Linked DNA regions of Hordeum vulgare: region 1 is linked to region 2. The links are chromatin contacts, called in public Hi-C maps. All regions are on one chromosome and are shown on one strand. Each heading gives the region's core, a stretch centred on a gene start, on an enhancer-like site or on the middle of the called end of the contact. The rest is flanking DNA. Distances are from core to core; before and after follow the strand shown. Region 1 holds the start of LOC123406209 (eukaryotic translation initiation factor 3 subunit G). Region 2 holds the start of LOC123401564.

Evidence for each region. A called contact is a pair of places that touch in the nucleus more often than the background predicts.
Region 1: a Hi-C map of leaf shows a contact between it and region 2, with 2.0 times the contacts expected there. The contact joins the promoter of LOC123406209 here to the promoter of LOC123401564 in region 2. A contact is called at or near these places in 4 of 6 Hi-C or Micro-C datasets (leaf and seedling).

What each region holds. Positions count from the first base shown.
Region 1 is chr6H:533,549,785-533,553,412 of MorexV3_pseudomolecules_assembly, reverse strand. LOC123406209 (eukaryotic translation initiation factor 3 subunit G) reads right to left here and starts at 1,782. Exons shown (of 2, transcript XM_045099684.1): 1 at 1,274-1,782. The coding sequence starts at 1,604.
Region 2 is chr6H:533,403,739-533,407,642 of MorexV3_pseudomolecules_assembly, reverse strand. LOC123401564 reads left to right here and starts at 1,553. Exons shown (of 1, transcript XM_045095391.1): 1 at 1,553-2,254. The coding sequence starts at 1,761. The coding sequence ends at 1,976.

The DNA of each region.
Region 1 (3,628 bases), core at 533-3,032, 150 kb before region 2:
CCACGGTTAAGCTGCACTTAAGCGCCCATTGCTCTAAGCTGTGACCTTCCACTTCGCTTGCGCTTTTTGCTTTTTTGAACATTGATAACTGTGCTACAGGAAATTTGACTGAGGAGAAAGGGCTTGCTCTCTGATGACGGTAACGTAATCAAATTATAATCCTTGTGCACTCCGAAACCAGCAAAGCATTAGAACTGCAACTGGTAATACCATTATCCGGCATTCTACTTGTGCCTGGACACAACATACTTCAATCACCCGCCTAACCAAAACAGAAAACAGTTATCGCTGCGGCTTCTCTTAATGTATAACTGATTTTTTGTAGCAGTTTAGGAAACTGTATTCTTTGAATACCAGCATTGCTTCAAAACACATCAATTGGAAAACTTGGGTAGAACTGCTCGCTACTACATCACAGCTACCAATCTATTTAATGTCCTTATAATATCTACCTCTTATTGCCCTTCCAGTAACCTACCAATTAGAAATGTTACTATAGACATGTACACCCTCCGTCCCATAATATAAGAGCGTTTTTAACACTAGTGTAGTGTCAAAAAGACTCTTATATTATGGGACGGAGGGAGTATTTCCTAGATGTACATGTAACCACTAAATATAGCACAGCCACCAGACCTTATCCAGACAGTAATCTAAAACAAAACACACAGGTTAATTTTGGTTTTTGGTAAACATAATCACCACATCATAGGAAATTGGAATGAGGAGAATGGAGTCGCTCTCTGATGACAGTAATGTATTCAAATTATAATTCTTTGCGCTCCAAAATCAGCAGTTCATTAGAACTGCAGCCTCAAATTCCATGGGCCCGGGGTTCAATCACCTGCATTCTGATTCTTTATGGCTGATTTGCAAAACTAGTATTGTGCCCCCACTTAACAATACCAGCATTGCTTCAAGCCTTCAAAACACTTCTATCAAAAAACTTTGGGAAACAGATGTTCAATACTACTATATCATAGCTACCGATCTATTTCCTCTCCTCCCAATATCTACCTCTTAATGTCCTTCCAGTAAACCTGCCAATTAGAAATGTTATACAATACACGTGTACATTTCCTAGATGTACATGTAATCCCCAAACATAACGCAGCCACCTGACCGAATATAGACTTCTCACTGGATCAACACCAGTTCACGTGGATCCCCAGTTTTGACTCTATAATGCTACACGGGATAACAGCAATCCACAGAAATAGGGTGCCTAACGACACAACAACTGATTCGAAAGAGACGCGGATCGGCGACGGACCTGGGGCGCGCGGGCGCTCGAGGAGGATCTCCTCGGTGGAGACGACGGTGAGACGCGCGGAGGCGTCGTCGCCGCTGGCGGCGTCGCCGAACTTGCCCCAGGAGCGGCGCTCGACGGCGGCCTTGGAGAGGCGCGCGCGCGCGAGCTTGCGGACGCGGGTGGTGGTGGTGACCTTGACCTTGTTGCCGTCGTCGTCGAAGCGGTACTCGATCGTCTTCTTGAAGCCGTTCTCGTCGGGCCCGATGACGACCCGCGGCGGCAGCAGGAAGTCGAGGTCGCCCCCGTCGTCCTCCTCGAGCTCCCCCCACCGGATCTTGGCGTCCGCCGGCATGGCTGTCGCTCGCTCGCTCGCTGGGGCGCTAGGGTTCGGGGGTGCGGCGGCGTGGGGGGGGGAGGAGACGGGCGCTCTAGCTTGGTTGTGGAATGGGGATGTGTGGCTCGGATTAGTTTCTGGATGATTTTGTTCGGAGGATGCGGTTGTTGGGCTTCGGAAGCAAGTGAGGAAGGCCGCGGCTGAAGATCCAACACGCGTGCAGGTGGGCCTTTTTTTTTAGATGCGGGTGGGCCTTGTTGGATCGGGACCATCTGGTAGCACGTTCGCTCGAAAAAATAAATCTGCTTTCTTCTAAAAAACACGACACGTGGATCGACAAATCTTTTTACAAGATCCGCCCCCTCTGCATCCGTTTAGGCCCAGTTCTTTTGAGCTATGTTGTGGAAATAAGCTTTTATGAAAATAAGCCCCAAATAAGGACCAGTGAAAATAAGCTCCAAATAATAAGTCAGCCAGTTCTTTTTAATGTTTCTTTATTCAGCTTATCTGTGGTATAGCCAATGAAAAGTCTATAGTGCCCTTGAAGTCTAATGTTGTCTGATTAAACGATATTCACTCTCACAGCATCACATCACGGAGTACATCTAATCTAAAGAGGGAAAGAAAAAATTTGTGGGGAGAAAAGGCAGAGGAGCCTTTGCTCCGACGAGTTGCTGCTCTTGCATGAAGGATGTTGTTGCTTTCGTGGCGGGGTAGGGCACCAGAGAGAGATGCAGTGGCGCCAGAGAAGAGATCCATGTCTGCGGCTGCTAGAGTGGGTCGTCGACCGGAGCAATCCAAAATGCTGCAAGCAGATGGAGAACAAGGGTTGCTTAGGGAGGCGCGAGAGGGAGGTGCGGCGGCGGGTGATGCCAACCCGTTGCCCATCTTGGCGGCGCCGGAGGGAGGGACGGGATCGATGGTGACCAACGGCGGCTGCCGGCCTAGGGAGGAACCCTAGTTTCTCTGTCGGTGGGAGGCCTCTCCTGTGCGAGACGAGCAAGCGAGAGGACGAACGAATCATTTTTCTCGGGGGGGATTGGGGGTGTGACGATAGGGCTGGGCGGTGGCATTTTTCCTGTAGAATGTGCAAACAACAATGGCAACAAGCTATAGCCTTTCGTTTTTAAGTGAGAAGCTGTGGGAAGCTGCGGGAAGCTACCCTTCCCCAGCTTTTTTTCATTGTGAGGGAGATGGAGATGGAAATAAGCTAAGCTAGCTTCTCCAAACCGAGTTCTTTTGAGCTTCTATCCTATTTTGACAATAAGCTGCTAGAAGCCGCAAAAGAACTGACCCTTAATCGGGTCCATCCAACAGCCCGGCCCCTTCCTCACCATTGCCATAGACCTTCTATTGCAGAAATATTGCAACAGAGGTTCTCTTGCGGAGTTTTTTTGTCTGAACTCTTTTGAAATATGAGTTTCGTTGCGGAAGGACATGTGCAACACAAATGATGTTGTAGAATTTTGTTATCTCAACTTTTTGTCAACATGGTTGTTGATGCGGAAGGACTTTTGCAACACAAATGATATTATAAAAAAATGTCTTAACTTTCTTGCAACATAGGTGTTGTTGCGGAAGGACTTCTCGAACACAAATAGTGTTAAGAAAAATTGTAAGTGAGAGAGGCACACATGTCTAGTCGTGGAGATCTGGCTGATTGTGCGTCTGTTGATCAAACTCGTATGTGACGGTTGCGCATGCGGTGGAAGTGTACGCGTGATCGGCCGGCTGACTCTAATATTTTCCCAAAATTTTTTGTTTAATTTTTAAAAAAATTGTTGACCCCTAAAAAAATTTAAAAAAAAATTTGCTGACACAAAAGTCTTTGTATTATCGTTAAAGAAGCGTTACCTTTGAGCTGGCTGATCGCCCTCACGCGCCCGCCTCCTTATGTGTTTAACATGTGGCCATGTGGTTGTGAGTTAAATCTAAGGAAAGGAAGGAGCAAAGGGACGTGACCTTGAGTGTGCTATCGTGTCGATGATTGCCACTGGTACCCGCGAGAATCGGTCAACGTGATAGTTTTAAATTATTTGCAA
Region 2 (3,904 bases), core at 304-2,803:
GACGGGGAGCACTAAGGCGAGAGGATTACATCCCGTGTTCTTGCAAGCTTGTAACCAACACACCCACTAAGAGTCCTGCTCTATTTGCTTCAAATAAAAGAAAATATTTGAACGGGACCAGGACCATAATGCATGAACATCCACAGTGTGTGTTTCAGTATTAAACCCTAAACATCCGGCCAATCATTTTGTCAACTGAATAACAGACCATGTTTCAGGGTGAGTCATTCGCACCTCAATGTACTGAAATTCACCCAGATCAGCATCATTCTGATTTGTTCTCATAGTATCACGACCTAGTAAAAACCTAGCTTCATTACCTCTCACATCTCCGCAGATCTAATAATTTATGAAACGTGGACAAATATTGAGCATAGGGAGAAACTAAAGATATTTATCGAATCAACATCAATACAACTAAACATATTACTCTAAGCTACTGGAGCAACTAAATGTTTGACATCTACATATACTAGCAAAGGAACTACAAATATTCGCACAACTAAATACTACGGGAACGAACGTTAAATCTTACCATTGAAGCATGTGAAAAACGACGAAAGACGGGGGGAAGAACGACGAATGCAAGAGCTTGCACCACCACCACCACCTCCACCTTCACCTCTACCACCATCACCTCCACCTCCACTTCCACCTACAACACCACCACCTCAACCACCTCTACCAAAATGGTTACCACCACCACCACGAGCTACCCCCTCATGAGATCGAGGGTTTCCTTGTCTCCCCTAACCCTCTAGAATCCAACTACGACTGAAAACGGGGAAGAAATCGGTCCAAATATTGTAGAAAATTCGAGGCATTTTTCTGTAGAGAGAGAAGTAACAAGGGGAAAGGAGGAAGATAGGAGGAAGAAGGGGACGCGGCATGGCCTGTGGTTGGCCTCCTAACAGCCGAGCCGTGGCCGACTGGCCCAGTCTACTTTCCCGCGGCCGACTGGAGGCAGCCCAGGCCGAGTGACGTGGTCGGGCTTGTCGTCGGCTGCCACGTGGCCACTCGGCCACATATCGGCAGTCGTGTGACCGATAAGGTCCTATCGAATTCGGTTGAGCAGATTAGATCCAGTCGACGGCATATTATTTTAAAATTTTCTAAACATGTACAATATTTTTAAAATTTAATAAAATATACTCCCTCCGTCCTAAATATAAGATATTTTAGAGATTGCACTATAAACTACATACGGGTGTACATAAACATATTCTAAAGTATAGATTCACTCATTTTGCTTCGTATGTAGCCTTTTAATGAAATATCTAAAAGGTCTTATATTTTGAAATGGATGGAGTATATTGTTTGAACAAAAAATAGCGACAGTGACCCGGCATGCATGTTGTTGTTTTTCTTTAGATTAGGGGGGAGGGGGGGGGGCATGCATGTGGCATGGGTACAGCCGAAGATTTTCAGTTAGGATCCGTCCTGTGTGCGTGTCCTCATCCCACGTGATCGCACCAGTGCATCCATTATCGTCCGGCTGGCTCAAGTCGATCTTATCCTAGTCTCCGTGCGATCTTGCTGCCCGGCTCGCAGGCAGCAGATAGAACACCACCACTGTCCAATACACATTACACAGCACCCCGGCCCCCGGTTTGCTCCCTCCCCGTGACAGATCTCACCATAAATAAGCGAAACCATCCGCCATCCGGACACATACCAGCGAAACAGAGAGGCGCGCAGCAGTTTTCCATCCCTTTCTCGTTGCCACCATCTTCTTGCAGGTTAAGAAAAAGGGGCCGGCGATGGACGGCGGGAAGAAGGGCCGGGACCAGAACAAGCTGCCGCAGGGGCGCAGCGACCGCAAGTCGGGCTCCGGGATGAGCGGCGACGCCAAGAAGGGCGGCCGTGGCGGCAAGTTCACCTGGGAGGGCGCCGACGGCTACACCGACGAGGACCTTGACCTCATCGGCAACAAGGGCAAGGGGACCGGCGCCTCCGACAGTAAGAAGAAGTCCTAGGGAAGGAGAGGCGACCCTGCCCGCACGCCGTACGTCTTCCCGTCCGATCGATAGCTTTCTCGTGTCAGTTGTTAGATTAGAATAATAAGAAGATTGGGTCGCTGCCTTTTTGGCATGTTGATGTGATGATCTATTTTCAGTTTCCGACTTGCTAATGCCGGATGAATTTGCCCTAGTATCTGGATCTCGCACTTGCTAGTATCAATTTGTCTTGTGTTTCCGAGATCTTGTTTATCCTCATGGGTTAATTTATGCTCAATTTGCGGTTCTATCTGTTATCGGCCGGCGTGTATGCTTTCTTGACTGCCGCTTTTCATCATTGCTTACTTGTGATTTACCGGGAGTATTACGATTTCTGAATCGGCTGACCAGAAGATGAAGATCCATAGGGATCAGTTATTATTTTTTACTCCTTGTCTGCCTACCTAGGCTGATCCTATATGCAATGTTGCATCAAGACTGAAGATCACATATTTCACTTCACATACATGGAAAACTAGTTAACGTCACGTGATTTGCAAGCAAGTCACAAATGTAGTTTTTTTTTCTGGCGAAAAGGAGCAAATCTTGTCCTGCACAAATCGGCTTGGTCGTGTCACGTCCGCACCATTGAGCTAGTCAATGCAGTGGACGGACAAAGAGTTTATGACCGGTGGGTCCCCGGGGAGGGTCGAGTACTCAAGTGTGTGGCTGGGTGAGCCTGACTCGTTCACGCCGCGTGTGTGCTTTTTGAGCCTGTACCGCTCAGGCAAACTCCAACTTAGAAAGCCAAATCGCATTCGTTGAAGGTAAACAGACATAAACCACGGTCCAATGTCTGAAAGCAAACGACAAATGTCTGTTTTTATCCGTTTTTGATCAATTTCTGAATCAAGTTTGAATCGTGTTTGTAACCAAATGGACACGTGCGGACCGTCACGACGCGTCCCCTTGTCTGCCTCTGGCTTGCCCGTTGGTGACACACCCGTTCCTTTTTCTATTCTCTCTTTTCCAAGCTCCGGCCGCACACCACGCCCCTCTCCCTTCTCGTCCTGGTCTGCCTTCACCACAGTCGTGTAGCTGCCGAGCACGACCGCTTGCTCGTCCACTTTTCTCCACACCATGAGCGATCCACCCCTCCCCCTGCCCCGCCTTTAGCACAACCGACAACCGGATTTGGAACGGATGTAGCCGAATTTGTGCGCGGCAGGCCACTGGAGGCCGCGGCGTGCCATGGATTGGCCGGGCATCGGTCCGCACAGCCCAAGCAATGTCCCGAGGCCACATGTAGGTACTGACTCCGCCTTTAGCCATTGGGATCTACCCCTTCGGCGGTTCGACAAATACAACGACGACCGTCGTCTGGGCTCGGTGCTAGCCCAAATGCTCGTCGGTGCATCGATGCCGCTCATAAAGTGCGACAATTATACATTGAAGGTCGTGCACCGCGTGTCTACAACACCGGAACACAACACCCCGCATGGGTGTTTGTCAAGTGCAAAAATGATGGGATACATGCTAGTTTAGCTTCGGTTGTGATTCCAGATTCAGTTTGTTTTGCTTACAATCAAATATTTATTGTGTAGGATGGATGTAACTTTTGGTTTTGAAAGAAGAATACATCGATGTACTGATAGCAACGCAATTTAATAGATGTTTGTGCATTTTTTGTTAGAGTAGACGCTAGAGATGAGACTAGATGTGCGGAAGTAACATCAACTTTTATAGACTCGAAGAAGAAAGAAACATTCAAGATCAAGACTTCGCAGATTAACAACGAATGCATCTAGAAGGCACTAATCCAACTTACAAAAGCAGTTATGGAACTTGAATATCTTTTAAAATGCTTTCTTGTAGCTCTTGTTATTTTTAGGCTTGTTGTTCTAGCCAAGATTTGATAAATGTATTTCAATGCATTATAAAAATCATTGATAAAAACAAAATATGCG